Linked DNA regions of Mus musculus: regions 2, 3, 4, 5, 6 and 7 are each linked to region 1. A link is a contact called in public HiCAR-type and promoter capture Hi-C data. All regions are on one chromosome and are shown on one strand. Each heading gives the region's core, a stretch centred on a gene start, on an enhancer-like site or on the middle of the called end of the contact. The rest is flanking DNA. Distances are from core to core; before and after follow the strand shown.

Region 1 (3,019 bases), core at 335-2,834:
GAGATGCTGCCCCTTCTGGGGTACATCCCCAGTGTGGACTTGTGTTTGTACCATCTCTTAGGTGTTCTTGGGCATATCAAGGTTATATCTGGGTCTCTGCTGCTGATGGTTTGGGAAGCAGGATTAACCAGGCAGAGAAAGCCCTGAGGGACAAACTGTAATTCCGAGAAGTTCTGGAGTGCAGGAGCTATGCAAGGCACACGAGGATCGGGAGGAGGGAAAAAGAGGGTAGCAGTCTCGAGGAGGAGGAATGATCAAGCCCAGGTAAGGACTTACATGGGTACTATTTTCAAGCTACAGGGGTTTCTAATCTGAAGATTTGCTTGATCATAAACCCAAGACAACGACAGTTGGATAGTCTTGGCATAGTTCTTGTAGACCTAAAACAAAATGACTTCCGCTCACATTTTTAAAAAAAAAGTCTTTCAACACTTTTGACAGTCGTGTTTATCTCAGGCAAGAAGCAGTAATGGGCTCTAAAGTATACTCCTGCCTTTTTTTTTTTTTTATTATGGTAGGATACCTGCCAAGCCTTATCTTACATGTTTGCTTGTCTTTGTTATGAAGTGTATAAGACATTTGTGATTCATCTGCAGTACACGACGTGGTGCCAGCTTCTTTCAGGGTAAGCTCATGAGCATCCTGAAAATCTTCGCCTGACTTTGTTCTGAATTTTGGAGGCACACTCTCTGTGGGAATTGTAGCCACCTCACAGATTCTCTGAGACTGAGAAATGTCAGTATTATGGAAAACACACTGATGAGCTAATGGTCTCAAACTTGGCTTTGGAGGAAATGAATTCACTGGGAGAGAGGACCTGGGGCAGTCTCTTAGTGGAATCCTTCAAAGATAAAGGGGGGAAAATTCTTCTCTTCACCTTCAGAGGTAAAAGCCTTATTCTGAAGACTGTCACCAGATCTTGATGGCTCTGTACTGAAGAAGCAAAGGACATCAGAAACCAAGGACCCAGGAATTATCTGAAAAAAGCCTAAAGTTATGAAAAGAAAGAACAACAGGAAACGGCTCAGGCCGTCTTATCAGGGGGCAATTTTGCATCTATCCCAGGTCAGGGCACTCCGGAGCCCTCATGAGTGTGGCTTGGTGAGGGCAAGACAACTTCAATTCTTCTGTAACCTGGGAGCCTTCCAAATCCTGGGCGTAACAAGGATGGCGCTGACCAGTGTCAAGGATCGGGTACAACACTCTACAGAGGTTCTGAGTTGTTTTGTTTTTAAATAAGGGGCTTAACTTCTGTACAGCGCAGCTTCAGCCACGCCATTAAGTCCTAGCGGCAGGAAACACAGATAAAAGGGGAAGAGGAACAGCGCCGCGGCGCGCACACGCTCGGAAATGGACGGCGGCGGCGCGCGGCGCGCGGCAGGCGCGGATCCCGCGGGGAGGGCGAGCGCGGTCGAGCAGCCCCTGCCCAAGGCCGGGCGCGACCAGCGCGGCGGGGGGAGCGCGCTTCCAAGCGGCCGCCCCCGCGCGCCGCGCCAGTAGTTCGGTCCGAGGGGGCGGCTCCAGGGGCGCGGCTCCGCGGCGGCCGAGGCTGCTCCAGGCGGGAGCGGACCCCAGAGCCCAGCGACGCGGAGCAGGGCTGGCGGGGGAAGAAGCGGGCGGGCGAGCGGGCACGCGCGGGGGCGAGCTTCGGCGCGGCGGCCCGGAGGAGCGGGGGCGAGCGGCGCTGCGGGGCCGTGGGAGGAAGCGCTGCGCCCGGCCCGACGGCGCTCGTTGAGCCACATCCGCGGGTCGCCGGCGACGTTGCCGGCGCCTGTCAAGGCCCCTCCATTTTGAAGGAAGAGGCCGCCGTTCCCCCACCGCAGGGGCGGCAGCCGCGCTCATGGCGTTCAGTCCCTGGCAGATCCTGTCGCCCGTGCAGTGGGCCAAGTGGACGTGGTCCGCGGTGCGCGGTTCGGGCGCCGGAGAGGACGAAGCCGGAGGTCCCGAGGGCGACCCCGAGGAGGAAGAGGACTCGCAAGCCGAGACCAAATCCCTGAGTTTCAGGCAAGTACACCGCATCCCAGCCGAGATGCAGGCGGGCGCCATCCTCCCACCGCGGTCAATGCTGTGTGCGCGCAACCGTGTTCCCGGCTCTGCTGCCCGCAGCCGGGTCCCCGCTGTGTACCCGAAAGTTCGGGATGTTCTGTCTGCCCGTGTGCTTTTCGTCCTCTGTCTTCGCTGTAAGCTTTCTGAACCCAGCCCCGAATCCGCAGTCTGCGCATCCCGGTTTGCCTGGGTCGCTTTCTCGAAGCGTCGACACCCCGGCTCCGACGCAGCGGCACCGGGTAGTGGCAGTTGATAAGGCCAGGTGCGATTTGTAGCGTTTTCCCCTTGTGGGCAAGAAGTCGCTCCACCGCCCTTCTTGGCCCCGCAGTGTCCTAAAATGCAGCCTTGGTAAAAGAGGATCGCGTGATGACAGGTCCCTGGCAGCTGGTGAGAAATGGTGGTCTCTGCTGAGCTGTCACACGTGTGATTGTGGAAGGCAGGTGACGGCATTTTCAGCTTCCAGTGACTTCCAGACAGGTAGAGGCCTACGGAGAAGAACAGTATAGCTAGAATTGGCTTAGTTTGGGGGGTGGGGCGATATTAATTTTTACGCCCCTGGAAAGGGTTGATTGGGAAGTCTTTTTGTGTGTGTGTCTGTGCGTGTGAAAGGCAGCGATGACAAAAAAAAAAAAAAAAAAAAAAAAAAAAAAAAAAAAAAGGTCCTGGTGAGAAGCTTCAGAGGACGAAAGAGATTTCGGGGAGCTAGGATGCTGGGCATCGCTGAAAATGCTGCAGCCGTTCTCAGGCTGGGTTGAGGATTGGTTGGTTGTAAAGTTAGAGGCGCTGTACTTGCACTTTGGTGGCTGAGTACGTTTTAAAGGCAGTTGGAAATACCGTTGACTGTGGTAATGCCTCGTTTTTCCCCCTCGGCAGCTCGGATTCTGAAGGTAATTTTGAGACTCCTGAAGCTGAAACTCCAATCAGATCGCCTCTCAAGGAGTCTTGTGATTCATCACCGGGATTGGCAGAACCC
Region 2 (3,019 bases), core at 360-2,859, 3.0 Mb after region 1:
GCAGATTGAAACAAGCCACCACTCAGTGGGAAGGAAGCTGGTGTGTCTCTATTAGCTTTTGTTCAGTAAGAGCTAGGAGAACAAAGGAAACTCTGCACTTCCTGAAAACGAAGGGGTGGGGGTTGCAGCTTAACTATGCAGATGATTGGCCTCCCTTCCTTTCCTCAGCGCATCAAAAAAGGAAATTCTGTTTTAGTGGAAGTCGCCTTGGATTTGATCTAATCATTACCTTGAATTTGGATGGGGAACACGACTTTAAGACTTCAGATGAAAGACTCAGAGGAAGCATCCCATGGTGGCCCCAGCATCTGTAGCTCCCCCCAAAATCTGAGGCAGGAGGATGGCTTAAGCCTAGGAGTCTGAGACCAGCCTAGACAACATAATAGGACACCACCTAGCAGCGGCCTCCGGAAAGGTGAACTCAGCTTTCTTGGATGGCTTGCTTCTCGGAGATAATATTCTTCTTAAAACTCTTTCTCATCACTGATTCTGTGATTGCATTTTCTTGCTTATGAAGATGGGTGGTTAAATACAGACCTGTGTGATGATCTGTACTTAGAGCTGGACAGAGATGGAATTATAGAACGCAGTCTACCTGAGCATTAGGGCATGCACTATGATGATGATTATAATAAGCCTCTAAAATGGGAGGGGGCACTACTGATTATTACCTTTTTTCACCACGTCCCCAATTCCCTGAGTAGTTGCTGAGTAAAATGTTTGGTGCTGAGAATCATTTTAAGAAAGTAGGAAAGTGGGAACATTTTCAAGATGTTTGAAATGCTTTGTATAGGGCTTGGGTGGTAGAGGACTTGCCTAGCATGTGAGAGACCCTGGGTTTGAACCTTTGGAGCTAAGAAAAACAGTAAAAGTCCCAGCCGAGAAAGTGGAGAAAAGTGTGTGTGGATATTCTCAATGGCTAACAGAATCACCCCCTCCCCCCCTTAAAGCCAAGCTTTTCAGAAAGCAGCTAAATGATTCATAGCCGACAACAAAGGAAAATTAATTTATATCCACAGGACATCGTTAAAGAATAAAAGGAGGAAAATAAAAGAATAGAAGGAGAAACAAAGTAATTTCACAAGCAAGGCTTCTGTGTATAGATCCAGGAATAATGTCTGTTAGGAGGCAATCTGGATCCCAGAGCTGCGCTTCTGAACAAGCTTTCTCTATCCCAACCATGGGGTGAGCTGTGCGTCCCCCGTGAAGCCCTGCTCTCCTACCAACTCACTTTCCAGAGGTGCTTCAAGTTCCCGGGTGCAAACCCAGTCCAGTGGTAGTCAGCATAAAACTTGTTACTGAGGTCATTGCTTATTGTTAGTATCCCAGAAAGAGACTTTTGGAAAGCCACAAACGTATGTCGCAACGTTGAGTTTCCAAAGGTTCCAATCTGAACTCCTGCCTTTGAGAGTCCCGTCATTCGGCCACGCCTGCGCCAGGTGCCCGCCCTGGTGGTGGGCCACCTGAGCTTCGGATCCTTACCTCGGGTCGGGTCTGTCTGGCACGGCGGAAGTGAGAGGGGAGCCTCAGCGGCCACAGGGTGACTGACCGAGCATCTCCCGTCCCGCAGCTGCACGCCCGCCCGGGTCCAGAGCTCCGGCACGCTCCCAGGCTGCCGGGACCACGCCCCGAGGCGGGCTCTCAGAGGGCGGGGGTCAAGCGCAAGAGGTCCGCCCCGCTCCCACTCCTGGGCAGCGCATCTTCCTTTCCTGCCCGCCCCTAGCTTGCCCTGTGGAGAGGAAACCTGCAGGAAACTCTGGGTCCAGAGGCCCTGCTAGGAGGTGTGGTCGCTGCTAGTGCAGCACGTATTTACACCCACAGTCCACTTCCCGCTGCAAAGACCCAGTGCTTTAAGAGAGAGCCAGCAGCCTTGCACTTAAACCATTCACTTCTCCCCCATGTCATTTTCTTTTGGAGGGTGATCACAAGAAGAGCCAAAAAGTGGTATGGGTAATTTCTAAACTTGCTCCCCCAAATGTCACTGGAGTTTGAAAGGAATATACTTCAGATAAAGCGCATTTTCCTTTCTCTTCCTCTGGAGCAAAACTTGGTTAATTAAACATTTTAAAAATAAACATTTAAAAAAGTCTATTCTACAAGTATTTTCTTTCTGAAAGAACCGGAGGCTACGTTTCACGTGGTTTAACAGCTGCACTTGCCATCCAGCGCTGTGCAGTGAGCTTTCTTTTGCGTGTAACAACCACTTAACAGACAAATTTAGTAATAGAAATCAGCATAGCCTCTAGATGGCCAGCACCCAGCAAGAGGTACCAGGAAACTCTCGAGGAGTGAAGCATGTTAGGACCGAGTTGTGTGGATTTACTGTGCATGTGTCAGACCCATGAGACTGGATGTGGGGCATGTGCCTGTAATCTCAGGAACTGGGGAAACAGGATTTCACATACCTGGTCAGCCTGGACTGTACAAACGAGAGCCTGTTCCTGGAGGCAGACTGTGGGCGAGGCACTACATACAGAGCAGCAGCGGAGCTCTTGCTTAGCAAGTTGGTGAGGGGGAGCCAATGGTTGGCTTGTAAATTTCGCCTCAAGTTTGGAGATTATGCCAGTTGCAGAAAGTTGATCTTAAAAGACAGCGCAGTCACTTAGATGCCATCAAAGGTCAAGTTTTTCTAGGGAGTAATCAACCAAGTGACCAAGGAAGTTCTCACTGCCGTCAATACGATCTGCTCTGTCATTCATCAGCTCAAGGTAGGATCCCTTTCAAATTCGTGCCTGCCATATGAACATCAGATAGTTCCTGGGACTATTGGTTTTGAAAACAAAAAACAAAATGCAATTTAAAAAAATCTCAATGGAAGCGCCTGTGTAGAGTTCAGCGGGTAAAGTCTTATGGTCGCACTTGGTGATTCCAGGTAGCCCTGAGTTGCCCAATCCCAGCTTTCCTCTGCAATAAAAGGAATATAGCAGTTAAAGTTTTGTGGGGAGTCAGTGAAACACAAAAGGCACCTTGCTCTGTATTAACCTTCCCAAGGACACTCTCACCAAAAAAAGGTCACTTT
Region 3 (3,019 bases), core at 368-2,867, 2.8 Mb after region 1:
GACAGCCAGGACTACACAGAGAAACCCTGTCTCGAAAAACCAAAAAAAAAAAAAAAAAAAAAAAAAAAAAAAGAAAAGAAAATGCCGGAGTGAAAAATAAGTTACAAAGGGAAGTACTGTCATGACCAATACACAGAACTCTTGAGATATCAATATGATACAATTCAAACAGTTATTATTTCTGAAAGTTAATGTTGAAGGTACCTTGACATAGGAAAATCAGAAGAACAAGTCACACATATTAATTTTATTTAGCACAACGTTTCCTTTCAAGAGTGCTCTGACACTACACACACACACACACAAAACCTGTATTACAGGAAAACCATGAATGTTCCCTAGCATAAAGTAATAAAACTATTATCCTAAATGCTCATATGAGCTTTTTTTTTCTTTGAGAATACCTCATGAGCTTCCACTAATTTTGAAGCCCTGAATTCAAATCCCCAACATCACCAAAAGCACCACATGGCTTCCCTCAGAGACTGACTTCACATTTTTCACCCTGCAGTGTAGGATCCTACAATAAAAATTCATCTTGCAAGTTTAAAATGCTAAGACATTTTAGAATCTTTCTGAAACATCTTTCTCCTTCTGTCAGTTCTCTAGAGCAATCAGCAGAAATAGTCACTCCTTTTGACCACTCCGTTACTTCATTATAGGTCACATCCTGTTCACTTTATTTTGTGCAGACTCCTTCACGGAGTTGATCCTTTCCATCTCCACTGCTATCTTGCTTCAGCACTGAGATAGGCGTTGAGGACAGGCGTGCCCAGAAAGAATACCATGAACCTCTTACAACTTCGAGATGTCTCTATTTGCTCTCCTCTAGTTATCTGTTGAGAGAATGAACTCTGTGCTTACCCATGCTATCTTCACTCTACTTGAATCACCTCCTCAATGGAAGTATACTACTGTCCAGAATGGTAGGACTGTTTTATTCGGAGCTCAACATCGGTAGCTGACATAAACGCACTTTAAATAATGCAGTAGGGAATAAAGGAGGGAAGCATTAACGAGGCTATAAAAATTCTTGGGAAGCATAGAAGATGAAAGAAAACGACCTCTCTTTTCGAGTCCGTACAAAGAGAAGTAACAGCAAGCAGGATGAGGGATAGATTTGCAGCAGAAAGACCGCGGGACAAGAAACAAGACTTGTTGTTATGGCTGTTTGCCACACTCATCACGGCATCGGACAAGCTGCCTTGTCCTTCTACGATTTCTTTCTACCCACACTTCGAACAACCGCTTCCAAGAGCCTACGCTTACAGTATCCAACCCCGGGGGCTGGAAAAAAATGTCGCTGCAAGGCAAGTAGAGGGCAAGCGAGCCCTGGAAGCCCGGCGCGGCCAATAGCTCTGGGCCACCTTACCTCACAGCTCCGGACTGAGCCGCGGGTAGCACAGCCACCGAGACGTCCCGGTTTCCACAGGACAAAGGGAGGCCCGAGAAAGGGCGAGGGCGTAGAAATGCCGGGATTCTGTGGAGCATCGTGTAAATACAAACTCAAACCAGAGCACAGCCGGAAGCACAAGCGCCAAGAAGTGCACAGCTGAACTGGTTCGTCCCTCTGCCAAAAATGTCCTCCGAGATGTTTTCCAGCCTGCACTGTTCCGCTCCTTTTGGATTCCGGTAGGAAACGGAGACCAATCATTATGTTCCTGGGTCTTTGGCTGGCTCGATCCTGCTGCTTCCTTTTTGGATGGAGTGGATATCGAGGTTCCATAAAGATGCAGACCGGAGAAAGTGAACAGGATGAACAACTGAGCTGACTGGAGCCGTAGAGAACTAACAGAACTCCCTGTCCTGCCCTTCCGTGAGTGACGGGGCGAGTCCGCAGCGGTTGTCTCTGTGACAGTTGCTCCTGGTCAAGGTCTGGGGCTAGGTGTTCCTCACCTCTTTTCCGATGAATTAAAAGGAAACAATCCCACGGATTTGCAAAATAAGCAAGATAATTTGAGTCAAGCGATAGTGCAAATTAAAGATGGACTTGCTGTCAATATTGATGGATGCACATGAGGGAAATTGCTAAGGGATCGTGGTTGTTGCTGGAGCCTTCTTTTATGGGGACTGTGGATGAGAACTCCTGGAAAGAAGTTGTGACTGCAGAGACTGATCGGCTGATTAGAACCGTAGTACTTTAGAGAGATTGGAATGTTGCAGGTCTAGAAATTAATTTAATTATCTTATTTTGGGCTGGTTCTAGCACCTCCCCAACCCGGACAACCAGTCCTTGCCACCTCTGTTGGAACTAACCCTTTGAATCTTAGGCCTATAGACCTATTAGAAAAGCTTCCCCAACTTGCTGTATCTACTCCTCTGATATACCCACCGATGTACTTTAACCTTGATTTATAATTTACCTTGTTCTGTAAAACTATAAAAATTTAATGAAACTACTTCCATGTTTGAATGTGGGAACTTGGGTTAATCAAGATCTGTGTATCTGAGCCACAGTCTCTCAAAATGGCTCCAGAATAAAATATCTCTCATTCCATTTAGGATAAGAGTACCAGGGTTTCTGTTTGTTTGTTTTTAACATGGACAATTATAGCGCCACGATATGGGGATCCAAGACAGATCCGGTTCACCTGATGAATCTCTGAATGGAAACTGAGTACCTGCATGGACCCATTGAATTCAGACCAGCTAGTGTTATTTTCTCAGGGATTTTTTTTTTTTTTTGCAACGGTACAGACAATTTTATTACAACTCTTTTCAAGCTTCAAAATGCATTTATCACTGAGGTTAGATCTAATATATAATATACTATATTAATTACAAGGCAGAAGGCATTTATAATCAAATATATTGCATTTCTCTGTACTGGCCAAATATATCTTTGTAAGAACAGGAGCAACAACACACAGTAGTTTATAACTCCAAGTATATTCCTCCAATATCAGAAACATTAAATTAAAACTTATTTTATGCCATTTTCCTCCAACATAAAGATGCATCAAAGCTATCTTCTACATGTCTTAGTGTTGACACTGATAGAACCTAGTGGGGAAACCCC
Region 4 (3,019 bases), core at 331-2,830, 2.7 Mb after region 1:
TCAAATGCTCAGCGAAACCCCAAAACTCCTAGCTGAGTGTAGGAGGGGACACTTTTGATCCCAGCACTCAGGAAGCAGAGGCAGGCAGGTCTCTTGAGTTCAGAGATATATCCTGATCTACATAAATCCAGGCCAGTCAGAGATACACAGTGAGACCCTACCTAAAAGAGAAAAGGGGGGGGGGGCAGTCAAGCAAAATAAAAAAATCTAACAGCCTACAGCTTGTTTTTGTTTAATTTTCTTAGTTTGGTGTTAAAAAAATCATTTCACATGTTTGTTTGCCTTCAGTTAGGAAGTGTAGTAAGAAATACAAAGGACCCCAAATTTGAGTAACGGCTCTGTACCTTTGCCTGGTGCCCACCCTATCTAGATCAACTTCTGACCATGTTATATAATGGGCACTTAGGAGTAAGAAAAGAGCCACAAGGCTTTTAAAACTCTTATACACCCAAATGGACTAAACACACTTCTATGAACTTCTTTCTAAAGCCACACTAATTTGCTAAGTTATTCTGTGATCAGCACCCTTATTTTCAGAAGAGAAACAACTATTTAAAGCCAACGTTCTACATAGTGGTGCGAGCTAATCAAACTTAAGTATTGAGAAACTGAACAATCTACGCCTATGTAAGAAGTTCCCCTTGAGAATGAACTGATATAAAACATCTATGAACATCTGGCACTGTCCCGGCAAACAGGCAGCAAACACCACGTGTACTACTCTTTCTAATTCTCTAACTTTAAACTCAAACTAAATGGTTTAAAAATTATATAAATGATTGTGTGTATAATATACGTAAACGCACATACACTGATACTACAAAAACATGTTACTGATCCTAAGGGAAGGTGAGTTTGTAATAGGCAAGACAACTTGTGAAAAGTTACAGTCTAATTATTTGCTCTTATCTCTGCACGCCAACTCAAGAGAACCGCTACACTGCGAGCAAGAATGGTAACAAGAAGTCAGATGATCCCGGAGAACTTGCCCTGCTGGAATTGCTAAGCCCTTAAGCACGTGGACAATGGGCCGCTTTATTTGCATGGCCGCACTAACCTGGGGGGACCGACTGATCGGTTTAATGGCGAAACTGCACTCACTCATTAACGATCACCACCTGCCTCACCCTGGAAAACGTAACCTTATTCAAGTCCCCCCACGCAAATGGTGTTTTTCTTTTTTGTTCTTTTTCTTTTAAAAACACCCTAGCCATTCAAGCAAAGATGCGAGAGAGCAGTCGCCTCGGCCTCACAGCCGGGAAGATGAGGAGACCGAGAACCCAGCCAGCCAGCTTCGTCCCGGGAGCACGCGCAGACACCCCGAGACCGCCCCACCGCGGAGGAGCCTCGGCGCCCTCCGGCCTGAGCCCGCCGCTTCCCGCCCGCGCCGACCCGGGCCGCGGCGCGCGGAGAGACGCACCGCCGCGCTGCACCGCGCTGCGCTCGGCTCCCGCCACACGCGGCACGCGGTGCCGCCGCGGCGTCGGGCTCCGATCCCGCACAGAGGGAAGGAAGAAAAACCAATAACAAAACCTGGCTTCTCGTTCCCTCCGGAAACCGCGGGCCGGCAGGAAGTGACGAAGGCGAGGTCGTCCGGTCCGCTGGGTCTCGGCCCGCGCTCCCCGCCCGACTCCCGGAACAGCCCGAGCGGAGCGGAGCGGCTCGGCGCGGCGGCCTCCGCACCTCAGCAGCCGCCGAGCGCCCGCCCGCCCGCTCTCCCGCTCGCTCGCCCGCCCGCGCGCGGCTGCGTCACCGCCCCGCCCCCGTCCCGGCCCCGCCCCGTCCCGTCCAGTCCGGGCCCAGCCGCGGGCTGCGAGCTGCTGCGGGTCAGATCCCGACCTGGGTGTCTCTGCGGGCGGAGTGAGCGGGGCGGCTGCAGCGTGCCTAGGGTCCCCGGAGCCCGCAGAGACGCCGGCGGGAGCGTGCGGCGTCCCGTCGCGGGAGGACTGTCCTGTATGTCACCTGGAACAGATTGCACAGGCTCGGGGGAGGGGGGCGGCGGCTGGAGGAGGCCAGGTTTGGGCGTCAGATCTGTGTGCCACCTCTGCGCCTCCCGTTCCCCGGGTCCCTGTGGCCTTGGGATCTCAGAGCCACCACTGTCACCTGTTATTGAGTTGCAGTGCGTCAAAGCAGGATGGGTGCAAAAAGAAAAAAAAAATTACTCGAACGTGTACTGCGCAGTCCACAGGCCTCAGCTATGCTCCGTCCTCTAGGATGGGGTGAAAGCCTGTGACCTTGTTCCCGTCTGTTTTAGGACCTCAAACGTCGCAGTGCTTCAGAGAGTCAGGAGAATGAATCTTCCCCTCATGGTGTTTGGGTTCCGTTGTTAGAAATTATGTGTAGTCTGAATTTCCGTGAGAGAGTAACAAAAGTCCCACGTGAGAGGCAGAAAATAGCATTCCAAGCGAGGTGGCAGGTTCTAGAACGGAGTGGACAAACTTTAAAACTTAGGATAATGTCTCATGATTACCTGAAAAGGATTTTGTCACCCAAAAGGAGGTCAGCCTTAAACTAAATCCCGATGGATGCGTTTTTTGATGTCATGATCTCTTAATATGCGTGTTTAACCTGCAGCTTAAATCAGCTCCATCTAGCTAGCATCTTTCTAATGCAATAATAGTTTAAACATTACATCACCGGACAGCTGAGGGAAGATGTCAGTTTTCCCATAAGAGCCCAGAATGTCACTCTCAGCATCAATCTACTAGAGCATTAACTTGCCTGAAATGAACCAACCCCTGGACATTTTACTTTAGACTGAAGGGGAAAGGCGCATATCCTCACACTTGGTTAGGTTACACAAAGTGCGTGGGAGGCGTGGTTAAAGTACCTCCATGTCTGCACTGTGGACTCTGAACTCTCCATTCCTGACTCTTCCAAAGCGTGGCCTTGATGGTGTCAGGACTAGCAGGAGAGGCCTAGCTTCAGTGCAGACCCTTTAAACTGTGGGTCTAAGGAAACTCATCCACCCAGGACCTGTGGAGCAGCGGTGTTATTGCATACTATGGATGGTTTTATA
Region 5 (3,019 bases), core at 214-2,713, 2.6 Mb after region 1:
ATAGAGGGACAACACAAAATGAACTCAATGATTCTGACTTTGGGCCTTTTGTTTTGTTTTACTTGTGTTTTGTGTGTATGTTATGGACTCTGTGTTTATGTGTCTACTCTCCTCGTACTTCCTCTTTATTATTTTTCTTTTTTTAAGTTCTGGTTTGTTTGACTATTTGTATTCTAAAGAGAGAAATAAAGAAGGCATGGAGTCAGGTGGTTGGGGGAATCTGGGAGGAGCTGGGGGTGGGGAAACATGACCGGGATATAGTGTATGAAAAATTATTTTCAATAAAAAGAGTTAGCGGTAGAAACATCAACAAATATTTCCAAAAAGGCCATTTGTACATAACCAAGGCACAGTACCCTCAGATTCTACGTTGCTCTAGTACTAGTGTACTAGTGTAGTTTACTCAAATCTCCTCAGTTGCTTGGTTGTGTTCAATAGCCCTTTTGTTTTATCCACAGTCCAACTGAGACTCACAAAAACACTTTAGCATTACATCTTTTTGTTCTTAAACCCTTTTCTTCATCTTTCATGACATTGAAGATTGAGCAGTTGCTTCGCAGAACGTCCCTTAATTTGGATTTGCTTTCTCGCCCATAGACAAATTACATGCTTTGTTAAGAATACTGACTCGTGGGCTGGAGAGATGGCTCAGCCGTTAAAGGCTAGGTTCACAACCAAGAATATAAGAATATCGACTTGTGTCCCTTTCTGTGAATGACAGGGCACCTGAAGTTAGCTTTAGTCACTTGGTGAAGGCGATTTTCTGGCTGTGAAGGTCCTTTCCTCTTCAGTAAATAATCCGCGGAGTGAGTGAGTCCTGGGAACCATCGGGATCTCCTTAACCGTTTGCTGGGGAATCGGTTGTCACTAAGGTGGCTCTAAAGCAGTGGTGTGTTCCTTGCACAATTCCTGCGACATTGATTTCTCTTCTAAGAAGAGCTCTCTCTCCATCCTCTCTCTCTCTTGAATTAACTTGCATGCTCTAGAAGCCCGCAGTCGCCTAACCTCTAGGGCCTGGGTTTTCTCTCATCGTTCCAACTGAGAAGACTCACATTTTAAAATTACAGTTGACCTGGGACGAAGTTCCCATAAAGACCTGCAAGTCATCCACCATAGAGAGGGTGGCAGGGTCTGGGAGCGACACTCTGGCTGGCAGCTCGCGTCCGCAGAGCCCGCCCTGGGTCTCTGCTGGCGCCCTGCCCGCCCGCGCCCCTTCAGGGGACAGTAGCTACGGCTTTGGCACATTCTCGCGAGAGCCGCGCCTCCCGGCCCAGCAAAGGTCCTCAAAGGCCTTTCGGCCATTTCCACACCACCCCGCGCCGGTCACCCGCCAGCAGGGCCCCCACTGCGCCCGCGCACTCGCCCGCGCACGCGCAGCCGGACAGTTGGCCTAGGCGCCCGCCGCGGGGCCCCTTGCACGTCTGGTCTGAGGCGCGGCGCCGCGCCGCGCGCACTCGCGCTGGGGGACGACGGGCGCGCAGGCGCACAGGCGCGGCGGGGGAGCGAGGTCGCGCAGGCGCAGACGGCGTTGGTTCGAGAAGACCTTCAGCGTTGCCTTGGTGGAGCGGGACGGGCCCACCCTCGGGTTGTAGGTGAGGCGACCGCTGCCGCGGGCCGGGTGGGCGGATGGCCGGCGGGCCTGAGGAGCCGGCCGAGGCCACGGAGGAGGAGCTGAGGGGCGCCGACCTAGGGCGAGGCGAGGCAGGGGAGACTCCGCTGCCCGGACCCTGTTGGTCGCCTGAGGGCGGGAGTCGCCGCCCTGGGCCGGCCGCGACCTTCCGCCGCACCCGGCGTGCGCACTGGCGGTCTGCCCGGGGCCAGGCTGGAAGGCGGGCGGTTTCTAGAGAGGACGAGTCCCGGAACCCCAAACCTACACCCGACCCTGTCCTCACCCCGCTGTCTGGTGTGTCCAGCACTTGTCAGGCGTGTCTTGCACTCCCGACGGCCGAAGGGTGGATGCTCTTCATGCATCTTAAAAAGCAGAAACAAGGAACAAAAGAGAAGCTGTCTCCTCTAGTTAGTGCCTTTTGTCGTCCTCTCAGGCTCTAATGCAGCCTCAGGGCATGGTGCATAGCTGTCTTGTAGCGCTAAGATGATTGTGAGGTTGTAGCTTGACTCTCGAGTAACATGGAGTCCGGGTTTTCTCGATTTTTTTGCTTGATCATACCAGCAGTGCATTTCCCATTAGAATCATGGGTCCGAGTAAGGGACAGTTTGGGCATGAACGACTTCAGTTATCCACTTGACTTTTGCAAAGTGATGATTTTTGAGAAACAGTGGATCAAAAACGCTAAACGCAGCTTGTAAATAGCACTTAGACATTTCGACCACCTTGGTTTATTTTCTCCCTGATCAGTATGAAAACCTAAAACTGTATAAACGTTTCTGTCTGAATACGTAAGACCTGTGTTTCCTCCCTCCTAGAATGATGGCAAAAGATTTACATTACTACCGGGACTGTAAAATTACCCTGCTAGTGGACTCCAAACTCTGTAACATAGAGCAGAATTTTATTATAGATTGATGTAGAACATCAATACCACTCATTTGCCTTGACTCCTTAACTTTTCCTTTTGATTGATGCCTTGGATAAAACCCGTGGCATCAATTATAGATCCTCTTCTATGTAAGATAAGTGCTTTACCCATACGCCATCCCCATTTCTCTATAAATTTTGGGTGTGTGTGTGAACTTGTTTATGTGGTGTATGTACACGTTTGTGTGCACATCCGTATGCATGTGGAGTCCAGTGGTTGATGTTGGGTATAGGTCTCCTCACTGAACTGAGAAGTCTTCCTGTCTCCGCACTTTCCCTACCCCAGTGCTGTGTGGGTCCTCATATGCAGTTCCTCATGCTTGTGTGACAGACACTTTGCCAATTGAGCCATCTCCTTTGCCCCGACTTTATATATGTTTTTTTTGTATGCTCTTTCCTCTTAACTTTATATCATAGTGTGTGCATGTGACAGGTACAAATTTTCAATGACTTTCCAGTTAGGACATAAGTCTTGCTGAATAT
Region 6 (3,019 bases), core at 271-2,770, 2.5 Mb after region 1:
TATTTGTGTCAAGTACAGGAATCTTTTACCTCAAAATAGGAAGTGAAATAACTACAAGGTTATTGCAGTTGTCCTGACTGGAATGGAGGCTAAAGAGTCTCCTGAGCTCCTCTTTCTGACTTTTAAACTGCCGACATAACAGACCCCGAGAAACTGTAATCTCCCCCAGGAACATCATCTGAGGCCACGTGGGAACCCGTGTAAGAAAGCTGTGACTGTCCCGTGAGCTGTGGTTGGGGCAGAGTGCAGAATGTTCTTCCACAAGTGGCCTTCTAGAAATAATTGCAAACCCCATAAAAAGTGGATGCTCTCAAAAGGGGCGACATGAAGGGTATGGCTTGGGATGTCCACGTTCTCTCTGTGGGAAGGGTGGGGTCCTGGGAGGAATATTCTTGGCTTTTTCCCACAGGTGCAAGGATGATAAGACATAATACCAAGTGTTTTTTCACTTGCTGTTCTTGTATTTGCTTAAGCTCTCTGTAAACATCATCTCATGTTTTGCTTGCTTTAATAATAAAAGAGTGAGAAGTTCTTTATTTGCTCTATTCTTGAGTTCAAACGCTTAGAGTCCCCAGGTTATCCCACAAAGATCTTTGGCTTTCAATCCAGGGAGACTTTGTTAGCCTTGCTGGTCGCTGTCCGCTGCTGGGTTCGGATCTAAAAAGCCAGTAAATGTCAGAAGCCTGGAGCCACTGTGCCACCTTCAGAGGAGCAGAGATTTCACACCGTCTGACAAACGCCACATCATAGGAGAAACTGGAGCCTAGACAACGATGGTGGACCAGAACATATATTGAGCATGACTACTTAGTTATGTATACCACTTGCCTTCCACTTAAACCCAAACCTCATGGCAGGACCCCAAAATTAGACTTGGATCGGCAGAGGTATGGGTGAGAGAGATTAGATCGCTGTCTTTCCCCAATGTAGTCACATTGAATAAACCTCTTTTTCTCCTTTCCATTGGTAATTGTATCGTGAATTAGGCTATGGGAGGTGAGCGGCTGAACCTGGCTTGTTAGAGGCAGGGGTGGATGCTGGTAGGCGTGTGGGGTGTCCTGGTGGAGAAGACAATACCCAGCCTCTTGACCTAATAACTAGTAATTTCTTTATGCTCCCAGTGCTCAAACTCCATTTTTGATAGACAGTGCTAGTTTTTTGTTTTGTCTCTGTACTCTTCCCTCTCCTCCCTTCCTCTTTGAGGGGGATGGTGGTGTGTTACTTTCTGAGGAGCATCAGGATGGTTGATTATTCTTAATACTGAACCAGGAGCGGTGGGAGGACAGGGAGGCAATTCTTAGGACAGCCTCTAAGTCAGCACTAGTCGGGGCTCGGCAGATTCTCCCCTTATTAACTGCCTAGCCAGTCGGATCAAGCTCAGCCTAAAAAGTGCCAGGGTGAAGAAGAGCTCTCCAAGCCGCCAGGTCCTGCGCCGCCAGGTCCAGCACCTTGGCTGGCTGTGGCTGCGTCTCCGAGAGCCAGTGGCTCGCGCGTCCCCTTTAAGAGCCGTCTAGTACCCGTGACGTCAGGGCAGGAAGTGTTTGAGGAAGTGGCGCTGGGCTGGCTGCGTGGGGACCCCGAGTTTTCATGTCCTCAGCGGGTGTCGCTGGCGGCCCCGCGGCCCCCGGGGCAGGTGAGTCCCACGCGAGGGCGGCTCGCGGCGCGTGGACCGGCTCACCCGGGTGTGCGCTCCGCCTCTCCCCGGGGTCCGTGGCTGCGCCGCGCCCGATGCTGAGCGGACCCACCGGTGGGCCCGGCCGCCGCAACTTTTATTTGTTAACTACACCGGTGTCCTAGCCTCCCCTTGCAGGGCAGCAGCCACTGCTGCTCCCAGTTGCTTCTTGAGCTCCAGTGTTCTTCTTACTCTCAACTTGTCCTCTCTCCCTGCTTGCTTCTAGAGTTAGCAGGGCATCGATATGAGCTGGTCACCGTCCCTCCCAACCCAGACATGTGGAGCCTGGGAAATGAAAGAACGCCTGGGGACCGGGGGATTTGGAAACGTCATCCGGTGGCACAATCAGGTAGGGCTCTGGCACCAGGAAGGTGGGTGAGCTTTCTTGGCGCCTCTTCTGACCTGGCCCGGTGTGAATGGGTGGATCCCTGCCTAACCTTGGCGTTGTCCAATGGGAGCGTAAGAAAAAGGACTGCAAAGGGGATCTGTGAGCTGCTAAACTGACTCTTTTTAAAAAACCTTAATAACCATGCCACTTAGAAGGACACATGAGGGAGTAAGCTGTCATTCCAAGTATTTTGAAATTATATTTCTACTAATATTTAGACTAGCACGTAATACATTACATTGTGATAAATGTTGTAGAATACAGGCAGTGTTAAAAAGATGAGAGCAATAAAAAACATTTTAAATAACTTTATTTAAAATATTTTAGGTAGTTGATAACCCCAAGGTTTTTCTCTTCTCTTTCTTTCTCTCTTTCTTTCTTTCTTTCTTTCTTTCTTTCTTTCTTTCTTTTCCATGTGCCGCCATATAATGCTGAGTGATGTGGACTGATTTCATTTTTGGATCTAATTTTTATTCCTATTATTTTAGTCCTTATGTGTCTGATGTGCGTTGCTCATGTTAAAAGTTTGTGTTCTTCCAAAAAAAATTTGGGGGAGGGGGCTGGCAGTAAGTACGCTGAGATTCTTGGCAGGACTCTCTCTAGCTCGGCTGTTTACTGTGGGAGACTTATTTTATCCGATTTGGGTAATGAGTTCATCACAGTGCCTCAGGAGCACACAGTACTTGTGATGTTTCCGCTAAAGAGTACTTACTAACCTCAGGATACTTGAGTATCAGACGTGATGTGTGACTATCAAACTTGGGGGTCATGGCCTGTGCCCTAAGCTGAGTCCTCAATAAGCCAATTAAAATAGGCAAATTAATAGTGGAAAGCAAGGGATTCATTCACTGAGGTCACATTAGGAAGAAGGACAGACAGATCCCCCCCCACCAAGTCCATCTCCATGATCCTAAAATTAGGTTAAGGTCTAAATAGAACGCCAAGGATACTCACATCTA
Region 7 (3,019 bases), core at 349-2,848, 2.4 Mb after region 1:
AAGGCCACCTGTAACACTCAGGCAATGCTAAGTAAGCCACGCAGAGAAAAGGAAACCCAGGAGGTGACTTGACAGAGGAAGTTTTTCTGGTCTTCACTTCTAGCTACAAAAAAACCCACATTTGATGAACAGGAAGCAGCTGGGTCTGGCACACAGTAGACAAATGTTTGCAAAGCAGAGGTTTGGTTTGCTTCTGAGAGTAATCTTTATCTAAATAACTACTTAGAAACTAAGTATGTTATTTGAAAACTTCTTTTTTTTTGGACCAATCTCTTTTCTTCCTCCGGAAATCTTCTCATTTGATGACTATTTCTTCTGTAATTTCAAACGGGACGTATGAGGCAATGTCACAAATCGTTCTTTTTTTTTTTTTTAAGCTTTGAAATTATTTTTAAAATTTCTTCTCACACCCCTCCCCCGCGCGCGCCCGGCCCCGGGTGAGTAGCGACCAGGTGGGCAGCACAAGCCTTTAATCCCAGCACTCCGGAGGCGGGAGGCAGAGGGAAACAGTTCAAAGCTGTCCCGATCTGGAGACTTCCCGGCCAGCCAGAATTGTTCAGCGAAACTGTCTCAAGTAACAAAACGAAAGGGAAAATAAACACACACACACACACACACCCGTTTTTGCATGTATGAGGTACGCGTTTGCATTTGTGCATGGAAACACTTGTAGGAGTCAGAATATCACTCCTCACCTTCCATCTGATTTGAGGTAGGGCCTCTTGTTTTTAGGTACTGCCAGAGACCTTTCGGAGACTCATCTAGATTGGCACGACCGTCATCACCGCAGTTTGTCATTTCATCTTACAGTGTGCCCAGCAGTTTTTGCAACCCCCTTCACACTTCATCTTACCGAATGCCTCATTTTAATCTAACTGAAGATAAAATTTCCATCGGATCTCTGCTTCACACTTTCCCGAGTCACAGTAACCTGTGATCTCTTTAAATTTAAGGTGGTTTCAAAGACCTGCCCCAACACCTTCATTATCGGATCTGGGAACTGAGAGTCTGGAAGGAGAAGTCAGTCTTATCTGTCTGTCTGTCACTCTTTCTCTGCCTTGCTCCCCCCTCCCCACTACGTCTCTACTTTTCTCCCTTCCTTTCCTCTCTTGTCTTCTCCCCTCCCCTCCTTTCCTCTATTCTTCCCGGTTCTTTCCCGCTGGCTTGGAACTCCCTGTGTAGACAACAAGGTTGGCCTCGAACTCACTGAGATACTTCTGCTTGTCTCCTGAGTGCTGGGATTAAAGACCTGCGCCACAGGCCCGGCAAGCAGTCGCTTTTTAAGTGCACCTGTGTAATGGAGGTTAGTTATGATTGGTTATCTGTGATGCATTAAATTAGAAGCATCCCGGGAATCATTTTACCTTTCCGGTCACTTTCTAGCTCCCCGGAGGCCCTTTGTGACTGGATGACCGACTGTCTTCATCCTCCAATCGGGGCTTGGAGTCTCAGAGCTACACCAATTGAAGGTTACCGGACCTTCAATAAAGACCAATCGGATGCTAGAGCCTAGCAAGCGAACGGCGATCAATCAGAGCGCAGGAGCGGCAGCCGGGGAGCGGCTGGCCAATCAACGTGAGAGCGGTGAGGAGGGGGCGGAGCCTTCGTGCAAGGAGCACTGCGCAGCGCGACTGCGCTGCGGAGCCGGAACGGAGCCTGAGACCTGGTCGAAGCTGGTAGGGTTGGGCTGGGCGCGCGCGGATGGGAAGGGCTGCGTTGGGCGTCGCCTGGGAGAGAGGTACGGGAAGAGTCCCGGGCTACAAATGCCGTTGCCATGGCAACGCAGGTGCACAGTTCTGGGACCAGGGTCCCTGCTTCTGGACAGTTTTCAGGCTGGAGCCCCAAGGCCCATAGGGCCTCCAATACCCTAGGCTTGCAGGCTGCTGGGCTGCAACCTCTCGATGGCTGTCTTGGCAGCCGACGATCTGGACTCTCTCCTGGGGCACTAGGAAAACAGGTCTTAGCAATGTGACCAGTTGTGCTAGCTCAAGTCAGTTCGCTTCTAGGCCACCCCTGGGTGCAGCAAAGCTGCCTCATCCTGGAGATGTCACTGTAGACAAACTAGGGTGTCTCCAGAGATTTTTTTTTTAAGCATCCAGCGGAATGCTTTGTGCACAAATAATTCAGAGAATAGGTCCTTAGTGAATGAGTAAAGATCACAGTGGCAAAGATTCCAGGGGCTGGCTCTGCTCAGGAGAAGTAGAAAGCACATCACATATGCTGTTTCGAATAGGAATCGTGGTAAGCTAACGATAAGTTAAATTTTAATATATTTCATTTGACCCAAACATATTACCAGTATTAAATAAGTGGTAAGATATTTAAAATTGAGTCTTTTTTCCCAACCGAAGCTGTCCAGTCTCTAATCTTACAGTATATGTCAGTACTATCGGCCTCTTTTCAAATGCCCACTACCCATTTAAATAGTGCCTAACATCTTTGTTTATTTCATCTAGATTTTTTTTGTTTTGTTTTGTTTTGTTTGTTTTTTTGAGACAGGATCATGTTATGTAACCCAGGCTAGTCTCAAACTTGTGATCCTCCTGTCTTAGCTCCCAAGTGCCTGGCAAAGTCGGATTTAAAAGAAAATTAAGTATATTTATGTGCACCCATGTGAACAACAGGTTGTCACTTCTCTTCTCTCATGTTATGAGTCCCAATGAAATTGAATCCCATTGTTTGGATCGTTAGCAAGCCTCACCTGCTGAGCCATCTCACAAGCCTGAAACTAGTGTTTTAAGTGGATCTAACTCGGGCAATAATAACAGAGAACTGAAAATCTACAACAGACAAACAAATTGGCTGCTAGTTATTATTGGGAATTCAAGGGAAGAATCCTTAGGGCTCATGTAATAGTAGCAGGTATGTCTGGCCGGTGGCCTGCAGGCCACATGTGGCCCAGGACAGCTAGGAACGTTGCCCAACACAAAACGGTAAACTTCCTTAAGTCATGGGGACATTTGCTTTCCCATCTCGTTTTGTGACTTGTATGCTTCCTGAGGGTGTTTTTGTGGATGAC

The links. Promoter capture Hi-C pulls out the DNA fragments that hold promoters and counts their contacts. HiCAR-type assays count read pairs that join an accessible place to other places.
Region 2: a contact with region 1 is called in a promoter capture Hi-C map of liver, with 3 times the contacts expected there. The contact joins the promoter of Thsd1 here to the promoter of Tacc1 in region 1.
Region 3: a HiCAR-type map of astrocytes shows a contact between it and region 1, with 3 times the contacts expected there. The contact joins the promoter of Mrps31 here to the promoter of Tacc1 in region 1.
Region 4: a contact with region 1 is called in a promoter capture Hi-C map of pre-B cells, with 4 times the contacts expected there. The contact joins the promoter of Smim19 here to the promoter of Tacc1 in region 1. A contact is called at or near these places in 2 of 39 promoter capture datasets (frontonasal cranial neural crest and pre-B cells).
Region 5: a contact with region 1 is called in a promoter capture Hi-C map of embryonic stem cells, with 4 times the contacts expected there. The contact joins the promoter of Vdac3 here to the promoter of Tacc1 in region 1. A contact is called at or near these places in 2 of 39 promoter capture datasets (embryonic stem cells and liver).
Region 6: a contact with region 1 is called in a promoter capture Hi-C map of embryonic stem cells, with 3 times the contacts expected there. The contact joins the promoter of Ikbkb here to the promoter of Tacc1 in region 1. A contact is called at or near these places in 2 of 39 promoter capture datasets (embryonic stem cells and liver) and 2 of 115 datasets of contacts at active chromatin or transcription factors (bone marrow-derived dendritic cells and pro-B cells).
Region 7: a promoter capture Hi-C map of pre-B cells shows a contact between it and region 1, with 3 times the contacts expected there. The contact joins the promoter of Ap3m2 here to the promoter of Tacc1 in region 1. A contact is called at or near these places in 3 of 39 promoter capture datasets (hippocampal neurons, liver and pre-B cells) and 3 of 115 datasets of contacts at active chromatin or transcription factors (astrocytes, large pre-B cells and thymic regulatory T cells).

The regions. Positions count from the first base shown.
Region 1 is chr8:25,200,107-25,203,125 of GRCm38.p6, reverse strand. Tacc1 (transforming, acidic coiled-coil containing protein 1) reads left to right here and starts at 1,584. Exons shown (of 13, transcript NM_177089.5): 1 at 1,584-2,004; 2 at 2,920-3,019. The coding sequence starts at 1,841.
Region 2 is chr8:22,225,893-22,228,911 of GRCm38.p6, reverse strand. It overlaps Thsd1 (thrombospondin, type I, domain 1), which reads right to left and starts at 1,609. Exons shown (of 5, transcript NM_019576.2): 1 at 1,483-1,609.
Region 3 is chr8:22,409,938-22,412,956 of GRCm38.p6, reverse strand. It overlaps Mrps31 (mitochondrial ribosomal protein S31), which reads right to left and starts at 1,617. Exons shown (of 7, transcript NM_020560.2): 1 at 1,373-1,617. The coding sequence starts at 1,491.
Region 4 is chr8:22,475,440-22,478,458 of GRCm38.p6, reverse strand. Smim19 (small integral membrane protein 19) reads left to right here and starts at 1,580. Exons shown (of 4, transcript NM_001146117.1): 1 at 1,580-1,953. It overlaps Slc20a2 (solute carrier family 20, member 2), which reads right to left and starts at 1,759. Exons shown (of 11, transcript NM_011394.3): 1 at 1,534-1,759.
Region 5 is chr8:22,592,257-22,595,275 of GRCm38.p6, reverse strand. Vdac3 (voltage-dependent anion channel 3) reads left to right here and starts at 1,463. Exons shown (of 9, transcript NM_011696.2): 1 at 1,463-1,592.
Region 6 is chr8:22,705,084-22,708,102 of GRCm38.p6, reverse strand. Ikbkb (inhibitor of kappaB kinase beta) reads left to right here and starts at 1,520. Exons shown (of 22, transcript NM_001159774.1): 1 at 1,520-1,633; 2 at 1,899-2,021. The coding sequence starts at 1,917.
Region 7 is chr8:22,804,233-22,807,251 of GRCm38.p6, reverse strand. Ap3m2 (adaptor-related protein complex 3, mu 2 subunit) reads left to right here and starts at 1,598. Exons shown (of 9, transcript NM_029505.3): 1 at 1,598-1,676.